2 separate regions of the Mus musculus genome follow, and region 2 is linked to region 1. A link is a contact called in public promoter capture Hi-C data. All regions are on one chromosome and are shown on one strand. Each heading gives the region's core, a stretch centred on a gene start, on an enhancer-like site or on the middle of the called end of the contact. The rest is flanking DNA. Distances are from core to core; before and after follow the strand shown. Region 1 holds the start of Fhl2 (four and a half LIM domains 2). Region 2 overlaps Nck2 (non-catalytic region of tyrosine kinase adaptor protein 2).

Region 1 (6,469 bases), core at 1,312-3,811:
TTGGGAAAGTTTCTTAAAAGTAACGGCATTTTGAAAAGGAAAAAAAATGTGTATATGTCATTTCATACAAAATAAACTAACTTATTAATTATGTCAAATATCCTGTTAATGCTAAAATTTCCCAGATTGGATCATAAACGTTTCTTCTTTTAATTGTTTGTTCTGTGATCAAAATCCAAACACAAATTGTGACTCGGTGTTTGTTGTTTGTTTTTTGGTCCTTTGACGTCTCCCTCTCTCTCCCTTCCTCAGCATATTTGTAGAAATGGGTAAGTCTGCTTTGAAAGACTGGATTTTCCTGACCACGTGATCATTGAGGTTATTTCATATCTCTCTAATGTCAAAAAGAAAATACAAAAATAAATCACAGAACATTTAATTAAGAAAGCAACATAGGGGGGTTGGAGAGATGGCTCAGAGGTTAAGAGCACTCACTGCTCTTCTGGGAGGTCCTGATCCCAGCAACCACATGGTGGCTCACAACCATCTGTAATGGGATCCGTTGCCCTCTTCTGATGTGTCTGAAGACAGCTACAGTGTACTCATATAAAATAAATAAATAAACCTTAAAAAAAAAAAAGAAAGCAACATAACAATCAATGTCGCACAGATATTGTAGTTAGTAGAAGAAAATTTATACAACTAATTACCTCAATAAGAATAAGAGCTAATGCATAACTCACAGAATTTAAACAGCAAAACAAAACAAAACAGGAAAGGGTAAATATAGAATCGGCGTTTTGTTACTCTTTGAACCTGAGTTTTAGAAATGAGGCTGAAGGCTCACCATCATGAGACCATTTTGCAGTTTGTAGCTCTTACATATAAGAAAGCTAACTTGAGTAGCCTCAGAGCCATTAGCCTGTCTACGTACCCTTTACTTTGAATCCAAGATAGAGTGTACCTTGACCATCAGTGGGAATTTAGTTAGGTTATCCCTCAATTGCAAGATGGGGACAGGAGTGGGATGGATTTCCTGTGTCCCACCTCAGCTTGCTCACTCTCCTCTGAGGAAAGTGTCAACTCCAGGGAGTCACCCGAGTGAATGACGGGAGTTAAGAATTTCTCATCCTTTAAGATATTCTCATGGCCTTGCTAGCTCATAGACATCAGTGCAAATCTCAGCTGAAACTCTTCACCTCATCTAGAGTCCTCATCATTTAATTGAGATAACTAACTTTACCAAAAGGGCCTGAAGATCCCTGGAGTGGCCAGAGGTAGCTAATGTTGACTGCGTGGCAGTTATTCTAACACCCTTGTTTCTCAAGTTCTGAGGTTCCACCACGGAGACCCTCCAGTGACACCAATCAGGAAGTATCAACCAGAAGAAAGCCACCACACAGTTCTTCCTGCCTTTACTGGAAAACGTGTTGCCTTCAGCTCCCCTCGAATGATGGAAACAGCTTCGACCAGTGATGGTTCTTCACTGTCCATTTGACTGGGTTTTGAATCACCTAGGAGACACACCTCTAGAAGAATTTTTGTGGTAGTTCCAGAGAGGTTTAACTGAGGAGGAAAGACTGGCCCCCAAGGTGGACAGCACTTCTCAAGAGCTGGGTAGAGGAAGCTGAGCACCAGTCTCTTTTCTCTCTGTGTCCTGGCTGAGAAGGAAATGTGGCCAGCCACTTCCCATCCTTCCAGTGGCCATACCATCTCAGTGATGACCAACTAGATCCCTTCACAGACCCTGCACCCAAGCGAATCCCTTCATCAAGTGGCTTCTGTCACCTCACAACACTGACAAGTCACTACCCCAGGCCTTCATTGCTTCTCCACATGCCCATCTTCTACCGTGCCCGCATATGGACTCATTTGCTCAAGAGAGGAAGCTGGCTTTCCTGGGCATGAGGATACCGTATGCCTCCCAACACTGTGTTGAACAGTGTCCCGTGCCCCTTTTAAAGGCCAACTCTGCAGAGGATCTTGTCCTTCAGAGTGTGAAGGACACATTAAGACCAGTGTTTTCTTTTTTCCCAGAGGGAGCCACTGAATGTTCAACAGTTCTCTAGCCTTGAGTGTTGGGCAAAGGGCCTTCTATCAGTGAGCTCCTTAGTGGAACTAATTAATGATTCTCTAGGTCATCGGTTTGGTTCATTCCATGATGGAAAGTGTCTGCAAGGTAAGGCGCAGAAGGCTACCATGTCATTGTGTGCACCACACACACATAGTTCCTTCCCCCAAATCTGCAAATGACCCATCCATGCTTGCACCAGGCTGCACTCAGGCAGGACCCCGCAACCCGGACGTGTCCTGGTGACAGTAGCCCCATGTCATTTCGCCCTTGGGTGTCAGCTGCTACAGCTCTCTGCACTGCATAGCAACTAGCCCTGGAGCCAAGGCCAGGACGCAGCGAGGGTTGACCGTGTGAGCCAAACACCAGGAAGCAAGGAAGGAGGTTAAGTCAAACAAAAGGTCTGTGGTAGCGTCATCAGGGGAACAGACGACGACCGGCTGGCTGCCGAGGGGCGCTCGCTACCGCGCCTGGCTCTCCTGGCCAGCGCGCCCAGCCCGCCGCCCGGGCGCGTGTGTCCTTATATGGTCAAATGACTCGGCGGGGGTTCTCGAGGGCGGGCGCAGCTCCTGCTGCACTCCGCCCGCTGAGCCGCCACCGCCACCGGTCCACAGTCCGCTGGGTTCCCTTAGACCCCGGCCCCACCGCGCGAGTACTACTGCGGCCGCCCAGGCCACAGCCCTGCTTGGGACACAAGGATCGCCACCAGACCGCTGCCCTAGGACGCGTCGAGAGCCTGTGGCCAGCGCACTCGGACCGTGGGGCGGAGACCCAGGAGACCGGAGCAGAGCTGTGCAGACAGCATCAGGGTAGGGACCTAAACGGAGAGAACAGGTTCTGGCGATAGGAGAGCCCTATTTGCAGGGGACACTCGGGATGGGGACCCAGAACGGAGAGGACAGATCCGGGAGAGAGGAGAGCGTAGCTGGGCATACTTAGGATGAGGACTCGAAATGAAGGGGAGGGAGATGAAGGGGCGACAGTGAATCGGAAATGTGGTGGGGGAGGGCGCTTGGGGGAAGGCTTGAGGGGAGACTTCAGGACTTGAGAGTTGATCTACAGGAAGACACCCCCAGGAAGAGCAGATGCGGGGCAGAGAGGACCAGAATCATGAGTGTTGGAGAACCTGAGCATAGGAGAGCCGAATTTGGAAATGGTGGGGAGGGACCTTTGATGTCCAGAGGGAGGGTTGCAGCCCTGTAGGGGTGGATCACTTCCAGGTGGTGGGAGACAATGAACTGCCCACAGGCAAACCCCCCCCCCGGGGGGCGGGGGATGAAGTGGAACTGGTCCCTGAAGTCTATGGAAAGGAGGTGACAGGCTGGTCAGCACGTGGATAGCCAAGCATTTCCTTTGAGAAGAAGTGGGAGTTTGCCTGTGACCACACATCTTGACTAACCACCCAAACTAAAACCTGAGCCATGGCGGGGGGGGGGGGGGGGGAGAAAAACAACACTTTTAAATGAAAAGAATTCTGATAGATTTCAGTCTTGTGGAAAGAAAGTCTTGAAATGCTTTTTTTCTGATCTTAAGTGAAGAACTAGCCATATTTGCTGGATAGTCTTCAGTTGTGTCTCTGGAACTCAACAAAGCTGGCATTTTTTTGAAGTCTACAGCTGTCTTCGGTGAAGCCAACTTGTGGCATGCACTTTCTTACGCATATTTTGGGATGTAGTTAACTATAATTTGGACTTAGCACGAGATTGTCTTCAAAATACTGCTCTAGATGTGTCTCATGTTGCGGTACTACTTGGCTTGTGTGTAGCCAATTTTGCAGTAGTGTAGAGAGATCTAAAGAAAGGGTGTTTGTTGGTGTGGCTGTATGTGTGGTGATTGTTTCGGTTGTTGTTGTTTGGGATAAAGCTTCATTCTGTAGCCAGGAAAGCCTGGGATTTACAGTACCATCATCCCCGGTAGCCTCAAACTGGTGCTCAGCCCCCAAAGTGTTGCAATCCCAGGAGTAACCTACCACATGCTGCAGCCATGGTGATCCTCCCTCCCCACCAACACCCTGCCACCATAAAAAACAATTTGCATTAAGTTTCAGAATTCCCAACCCAACTAAAGTTTATTAAAAACAAGATTTAAATCATTTTCCCCCTCATTCTTTCTTTCAGATTCCCTTCACTCCTAGTTTTTGATGGAACACTATGTAGTACTACCCCCCACCCCCCTTGTGGCTTCTTTTTGTTCTGCCTCCTTACAGTCCAGCCTCACAGGCACGGCATGGACGGGTGCAGAATGTTTAGCTGGCAGATGTACCTGGAGCAGGTGCCTCAGTTTCCTCCCTGAGAACCAGATAACTCCTGCATAGTATAAGCAGTATGTGTAGATTTTAAAGCCTCTTGTTAACAGATAAAAAAAAAAAAATCGAAGTAAATTTGTTGAGCAGTTTCCCAGCTCGTAGATTGTGGCCCTGAGAGCTGCCTCCAGATAGCTTGATATCTAAGTTCTGACCTCTGTTCTTTACTGGGACACATTGAATGCATATTTGGTTGAGGCTCTATACCCAGTATTTCAACTCAAGATTGACAAACCCCTTCAATACTGAGTGATATCTCAACTGTAGACAGAAATACCCAGCAGTACACACACACACACACACACACACACACACACACACACACACACACACCAAAAACAAAAAGCAAAAACCAACAAACTAAGCAAACAAACACAACTCAGAAGGCCAAGAAGCCTGGACTCTACCCTTGCCCTGCGCTAAGGACTGACAACCTAGCCTGACACACTATGTCTAAGTCAGCGTCTTGATTAAGCCAACTCTTATCAAAGAAAGCATTTACTTGAGGGCTTGCTTACAGTTTTGAAGACTTAGTCCATTGTCATCATGGCAGGGAACATGGTGGCACACAGACATGGTGCTGGGAAAGTCGCTGACAGTTCTATATCAGGATCCACAGGTAGCAAGGAGAATCTGGCTTGACATAGGCTTTAAAACCTCAAAACCCCAAACTTCCTCCAACAAGACCATACCTCCTAATTCTTCTAATCCTTTCAAAGAGTTCTACTCCCTGGTGAACATATGGTCAAACATATGTGCAAATGACATCATTCTGATTCAAACCCATAATACCTTCCCCATTTGTACACAGCTGTGATTTGGATATGATTTTTTTCTCCGAGACTCATGTGTTGTAAGTTTAGTTATCCTTGTGTACATGTTGGGAGATAGGGCCTTTAAAAAGTGGAGTCTAGGGGGCAACAGAGATGATTCAGCAGCTAAGAGTAATTACAGAGGGTCTGAGTTTGGCTCACAACTCATAATTTCCTGTAACTTTTGCGTCTAGAGATCTCACATCTCCTTCTGGATCCAGTGCACAAACTCATACAGATATATACTACACATAAGAAATAAATCTTAAGAGAGAAACTCTAGATAGCAGAAGGGCCATCCTTGGGAGGAAATGGGGTTCCTTCATATATCTCAGCCTCTACTTCCTTTGGCAATGTGACCTCTCTTCCTCTACCTCCTCTGTGAGGTCCTTGAATCTCTAGAACTATGAGTTAAGTAAACCAACCTGAACACAAAGCTGCAGAGTTTAGGATACTAGGAAGTGTTCTTGGAGCCAGTAAATATAATTTGCCATTATACCTAGACTGTGGGTCAAAGAGGATACAGACCTGTGCTTGATGGGACCTCTGGAGTCAGTTGAGTTATGCAATCAGCAGGTGAGTGGAAGGAGGTATGCCAGCCTCTACTGGTGGGATATTGATGTAGAACACTGGGGCAGAACCACAAGAGAGAAGGGCTGCCATGAAAAGGAAGAGGGCAGTTGTTCGTGGAGTGGGAGAGGCTAACGGAAAAGGTCAGTGGATGCCTATGTAAGATGGTGGGGCTGGGATTCGGAAGCCAGGCAAATAAAGACCAACCTGCCAGTGACTTGTACCTCAGAGAGAGACAGACCACTCACCTGTTCATACCCTAGAAAGCAGTGTTTGAGCCATCTGGTGCAATCTCCCTCCATCAAAAGCAAGACTTGAAGCAGCCTGCCCTTTGGGGCTTCATACACCAGGTTGTCTTGAGGAGACAGAACAAGAATGTTTTGAGATTTGAGAATAACTGTTGTGATGGGATCTTAAAGAAGGCTTGGAGAAAGACTCAGGCTGGGGCTCCTTTAGAGAGCACCCTTGACCTCAACTTTCCCAGTGACTAACAAGGTATGGGCATATTACATTTGGTTACTCAGGGCATTCTCTTGGCTGGATTAAGAAGTCTGAAGCACATAAAAACAAAATGTATAGCTATCTTTGTATCTGTAGACTTTAGATCAGAAACTTGGCATTTATTGCTTTCTTTATTGAATAATCCAAGGATAGATCAGAAGACTGTGTTTTGCCTTTTCTTCTTCCCTCAAAATTTATCTTAAAATCCATGAACACAGCCAGGGTTTTTTTTTTTTCATTTTTCAGTTTTTAATGTTAGTAGTGTATATACAA
Region 2 (5,784 bases), core at 2,587-5,086, 310 kb before region 1:
AAACCAAGCTGCAGAGTTGCCATTTTCTGTAACTCTCTAACTTTTCTGGCAAGTCCCAACAAGGCAATTTCCATCATCGTGTCCAAAACTACAACTCTGCCACCAGCAGCAGCACTAGAGCCACTGATGATCAGGGGCACACCACTGCCTTCTCTGTCCATCAGAGCTGCCACCAGACAGCGTATCTGGCAAGCTGAGTTGTTTCTCAGTTTGGAGGTTAAAAGCAAAAGACAAGTCCATGTCTGGTGGCCACATCCTAGTTGATTAACCAGCACCTTCTCTCTGTATTCTATAACACAATGGCCAAAGGGGTGAGTTGATTCCATTCACTGGGACTCCATACCCAAACGCTTTAAACACCTCCCAAGGGTTCTCCTCCTAATACCATCTCCCTGTAACTAGACTCCCAACATCTGGACTGCAGAGGGACAAACTCTCAACCGCACAGTCAGTGATCACACCCTGCCTGACAACTGTTTTTCTCCATGGTCAATGGCTTCCAGGCACAGAAACTACGGAAATCACATTATTCAACACCCATATCAACATGACAGAGGCCATGAAAAATGAGGATAAACATCAGAAATTAAACCCAAACTCCAAAGTAAAACAGCATGTATGTCACATTAAACTCACCATTCTGAGACAGGCATGGTGGCACTCACCTTTAATCCCAGCACAGGGAAGGCAGAAGCAGGTAGATCTCTGAGTTCGAGGCCAGCCTGGTCTACAGAGTGAGTTCTAGGATAGCCAGGGCTACACAGAGAAACCCTGTCTCGAAAAACAAAAGAAACAAAACCAAAACCCCACCATTCTGAATAGTTAACACGTACTAATTGAAAGAAAAGGTGTATTTCCTTTGGGTCCGTTAATATATATAAAAGTTATGAGGAAATGAGCATTTGAAAAATATCTAAATATTTATAACTCTTAGGACCCAAGTAAATGTAGTATCTAAAAAGCAAAGACCTTAATATTGAAATTTTCACTTTAAAGGTTATTCAAACAGTTTATAATAATTACTATTCTACATTTATCTTGCAACCAGAAACTTAAAGTATGCTTTTGTTTCTAATACATATAAAATATGCTTAGTTAAAATAACACCATATAAAAGGTAAAAGGTGAACTAAACAAATGAGAAGAGTAATTTAATGTATGAGTAGAAATGAAGTAAAGAATTGAAGAAATACAAGCCATTGAGGCTCAGTGGGTCTGTTCATGGCAGGGTGAATGGATGTGTAGAAATGCCATGTGGCAGGTGAGTGGGGATGGACCACCTGCTATTTCACAAATCCTGGAGAACCCTCATGTTGGCCTTCCCGGGTCAGTGCCACCTTTTGTACAGTCAAAGAAATGAATGCCGCAATCTGAACAGAGGCACCCACAAAGCAAAATCCCTACTAGGGAATTACTATGTGCATGAGTGAGCACTTTAAACTAACGAGTCCCAGGCAAAGGCTGCATGATAAATGCAACAGTAAAAATTATACATGGTGCATAGAACCTAAACCCCTTCTTCAAGGGACCAATCCAGCCTGCGAAAGTGAAGACTACAGTATGCTGGTAAAAGGGTGAAGTTAAAATATTCTGGCAGTTAAAACCTCCACAAAGAAATTAACCTGAAGCAGCCTTTGCTATGATTTGGATATGGTTTAAGTATGTTCCCCAAGGGCTCCGGTGTTAAAACTGAATCTATTCACTGTGAGGTAGGTATTCATGAGAGGAGAGGAGGAGATGGTATAGGATCAGATACCCCTTAATTTGACCATAGTGTTCAGAGGTTCGCATCACTGAGAGGTGATCAGTAGGAACAATGAGTAGTCATCCAGCTGCAGCCTCTATGACTGAATCTTGATTACTTTCTAAACTCATTAAGAAGACCAGAGAACACATCACACACACACACACACACACACACACACCCTAACATGCAATGTTCTGATTTACCCAAGACCACCCTGGGAACTCTTAGAGCTCTTGAGCCAGGACAAACTTTTATTATTCTGTTATTAGCAATAGGAAACAGATCAAGACAACCTTAAATTAACACAGTACCCTTTTGGATCCCCTTTTTCTCCAGAAGATATTCTAACAGATACATTTAATATCAATTCTTAGTACCAATTAGTCTTATTACTCAAAGCTGATATTTGAAGGCAAATTCAATTCTAAGTTTAAAAGGATATGGTCTCAGAACAAACTCTTGAAGCTCTTGGGCTTTTTAATTTTTTTTTTTTCCCAAACCATAGGCTGATGCTCACATTCATCAAGTCCCAGCCCAGGGAGGCACACAGAGGAACCATAAGGGTGACCATGACTGACAGTCACTCCATCCTCCATCACCCTATGACAAGGGTATCGCTTGTTTTGTTGGTAAATCCCACTGAACTTTGCCTAGTAGGTAGGTCTCTTTCTGACCGACCATTGCTTTGGCCCTTCCCTTGGTTCCTGGCAATTATCAGGGCAGGTGTGTGCCAGGAAACAGTCAGGAGACTGCCTCAGAGTGGCAACTATTAAGCTAGTGCTGAGATGCCCCTCCCCAAAGGGTAGGCTATAAAACATATGGGGAAAGCTTTGGCCTCTGCTGCATATATGTGCCTCTATGCTCTAGATGGAGGCCATATGCCACCACATACAATGGGAGAGGGACAGCCAGACAGTGATGGCGTTACTAGGTGCCAATGGTTTCACCAGGTTTCTGAAAGCCCCTTCAACCCTAGGACACTGAGCCAGCAAGGCCTGTCAAGAACCACGTTTTCAGCTTTGACAGGTTTGTCTCTCTGTATTATTAGCATATTTTCCATAGCACAATTACACTGACCCATACAATGACAGGCAATCTATCCACTCCAACCAGATGTCGAACATTAGGTCTCCACCCACACTTCAAAGAATCTGAGTGCCAGGTGTGGGCTGGTATCAGGACCTCACAGACAATTCTCCATATGGCTGAAGCTGGGGGCCTGAAAGCTGTATTTCACAGAACCTTGTCAGCTGGATTCTGGCTGGGGGCTCTGCCAGGGGCCCTGCTGTGATCGTAGAAGAGACACAGGAGACAAAGCCTGCTTTCCTTCCCTACCTCTACTCATGGCCAAGAACAGCAGGTTCCTGTGCAGGGGAATACAAGCAGCAACTGCACCCAGTGAGCCAGCAGCAGCGAGATGGGCCTGAAAGCAGGTTCTGGGAATCCCCTGTCCCTTGTTCGGAGCTCCAGCTATAGGTGGCTCTCTTACTTTCTGATCTTTGCCTCCCCCAAGCCCTTCACAGTTTCATAACCAGCCCCTGTATGAGACTCTGCCTGCACAAAATATCTACAAGGCTTCTACTTCCTAATGAAGGCCAGGGGAGTGAGGCAGAGGTCATCTGGGAAATGAAGCTACAAGTGATGACTCATATTTAGTCAAAACAGAAAGAAACCCGGGGGCTGTGCCATTCCTCAAAGAGTTGCTGTGGCATGACTTCAAAATGTCCCTAGTGCCTGAGCAGAAGTTGGCCCTGCTGGGGCAGCTGGGCTGGAACCAGCTAGGCCAGCTGGAAGAAGAAGGGCAGCCTGCTCCACTACTAGCTGAATAGAGAAGACAATTCACAGGTTTCTTTTTCTGGCCATGTCAAAATGCCCTCGGGTGGACCAGGAGACAGCCCAAGGCAGACTGTAGCAGCCTTCCATGGGCAGGTGGTACCTACCACACCAGAAGCAGCACTTGGCAAGCAGCCATCCTGTTCTGTCAGTCTGCCTACACCCCAAACCTTCCACAAGCTGCTGTAGTTTCATGATATCTGATAGTTGTGGAAATGGGCAAAAGGAGGAAGATGTAGGTGTCACAGTGGGACAGAAACTGGAACCTGAACTACGGAGATGCAGAGGAAGTAGGAGCCGATAAATGTCAACCCTACCCAATAAAGCGAGAAAACCCAGGCCTGCCACGTGAGCATCTAAGGGGCAGTGCCACACCCAAGCAGGGCAAAAGAAACAAGCAAATATAAGCCAGCCAGCACCTCTCTAAACAGCTTTAGCCAACTTTATGTCTTGCACTGTTCATTCTCTGGTTCTGAGGAACCAAAAGGAAATCTGGAACCAGCAGGCCTCAAGCTCTCATTTATACATCAAGAAGACAAGCATTTGTGTACACACACACACACACACACACACACACACAATAGCTGAGACAGCCTGGACCCTGTAGTGTGGTGCTCCTGTGATAACAGCTGAGAGGATGAGAAGAGAAGGAGGTGGGGGAACTAATCTTCAAACTGATTAATTAGCTGATTCTCTTAATTAGAAGGCAGCATGAAAAAGCTATCTTGTTGATAGTAGAATCTGTTTAAGGTAAGCTATAAAACAACTGAAAAGATGACAAGAAAAAAGAAGGTACTACTTGACATCAGGGAAAAATAAGAAAATCATACCGGGAAATAACTATCCTATTCAAACAAAACCAACTTGCAATTAAATCATAAAAATGGCATCTGGCTACAGATGATTTCAAAAAGTTATCCTGCATATGGGTCTAGAATGTGTTTGGATAACCTAACACAAAATGAACAGAAACCGGACACGGAAGTGGGGGGCGGGGATAAGGGATAAAGGTGGTCACAACCCCACCCTGCTTCTGCCGATTCAGGACACAGAACAATTTAACATTTCCAAATATTACGAAAAAAGGAAAAACGCATACAAAAGAGTCAAGTTCTCATCGAGGAAGAAGCCACATGCCGCACCCGTATGAATAAATGTTAGACAAATATGTAAACCCATACCTCAAAATCTGTCACAACCATTTTTTTAGAAAACCAAGTTTTTCACAAAACCAAATGAGTACCCAGACGACAGCGTATTTATTTCTAAACGAACCTACGTAGTAATGATTTTAGAAACCATTATTTTTTTCAACAGCACTCCATGTAAATCTTCTTAGGCCACACTTCTTTCATCATCTATCTAATTGGGAAGGGTGGCTTTAGAGGTGAGCACACACAGATATCCTTTAGAGCCTTCATGGCGTCTGTGGATTCAGGATACACTCTCCCACCAGAGCACGGTCCTAAAATGCCCAAGTCCCTTATAACAAAATGGTACAGTATTTGTAAAGAACTTACGAATGCTCTTCGATACGACACACAATACCTAACTCAGGGTGATTAATGCTACGTAGATAGCATATGAGAATATATCCTTTAAGGAATTATGACAAGAAAAAGATCTCAGGTACACATGGAAGCAATTGTGTCAGATCTAACTACACTGTCCACGTCCTGAGATTTTTCCATCTGAGGCTGCCTGAATCTGGATTCCAAAGACATGGTCTATACCATAGGCTACTTTCCAGAGGAGAAGGAAAGACTTCTTATTTGAAGAACCACATATGGCAGGTACCATGTGATTAGCTTAATTTCCTGTTGCAAGAAAAGAAAAGAAAAGACCCTGATAGAAGCTTCTTAAGGGGGGACGGTTTTATTTGGCTCAGAGCTCCTCATCCGCCAACTGAAGGAAGTCAGGAGGCAAGCACCTGAGGCAGTTTTGTTTACCTTTGTCAGTCCAAAGCCCAGCCCGTGAAATGGTGCCACCCACATTCAGGGTGTGCCTTCTTCCTACCTCAATTAACTCAATTAAGAAAATCCTTCACAGCAGCCCACGAGTCACACTAATCTAGACATTTCCTCATCGAGGCTCCTCAGGTGATTCAGACTGTGTCAGCCACCAAGCCACTGGAGCACTTCTATTCAAACTGGTTACCTGCCCCAGCGGCTCCAGGTACAGCGCAGAGTAACACAGAGGTGAGG

Evidence for each region. Promoter capture Hi-C pulls out the DNA fragments that hold promoters and counts their contacts.
Region 2: a contact with region 1 is called in a promoter capture Hi-C map of hippocampal neurons, with 1.9 times the contacts expected there. The contact joins the enhancer-like site here to the promoter of Fhl2 in region 1. A contact is called at or near these places in 5 of 39 promoter capture datasets (the 3T3-L1 cell line, hippocampal neurons, liver and 2 more), 2 of 484 Hi-C or Micro-C datasets (muscle stem cells and pre-megakaryocyte-erythroid progenitors), 2 of 115 datasets of contacts at active chromatin or transcription factors (memory CD8 T cells and pancreatic cancer cells) and 1 of 9 other capture datasets (adipose tissue).

Annotation. Positions count from the first base shown.
Region 1 is chr1:43,160,053-43,166,521 of GRCm38.p6, reverse strand. Fhl2 (four and a half LIM domains 2) reads left to right here and starts at 2,561. Exons shown (of 6, transcript NM_010212.4): 1 at 2,561-2,820.
Region 2 is chr1:43,472,328-43,478,111 of GRCm38.p6, reverse strand. All of the region lies in intron 1 of Nck2 (non-catalytic region of tyrosine kinase adaptor protein 2), which reads right to left. Among named protein-coding and RNA genes, the nearest start is that of Nck2, 29 kb to the right of the region's middle. Within about 2 kb of position 3,836, at least 172 of the 459 cell types and tissues checked have an H3K27ac peak or open chromatin away from gene starts, as enhancers often do. A contact at or near this core is called in adipose tissue, hippocampal neurons, memory CD8 T cells and 2 more, where this site is marked.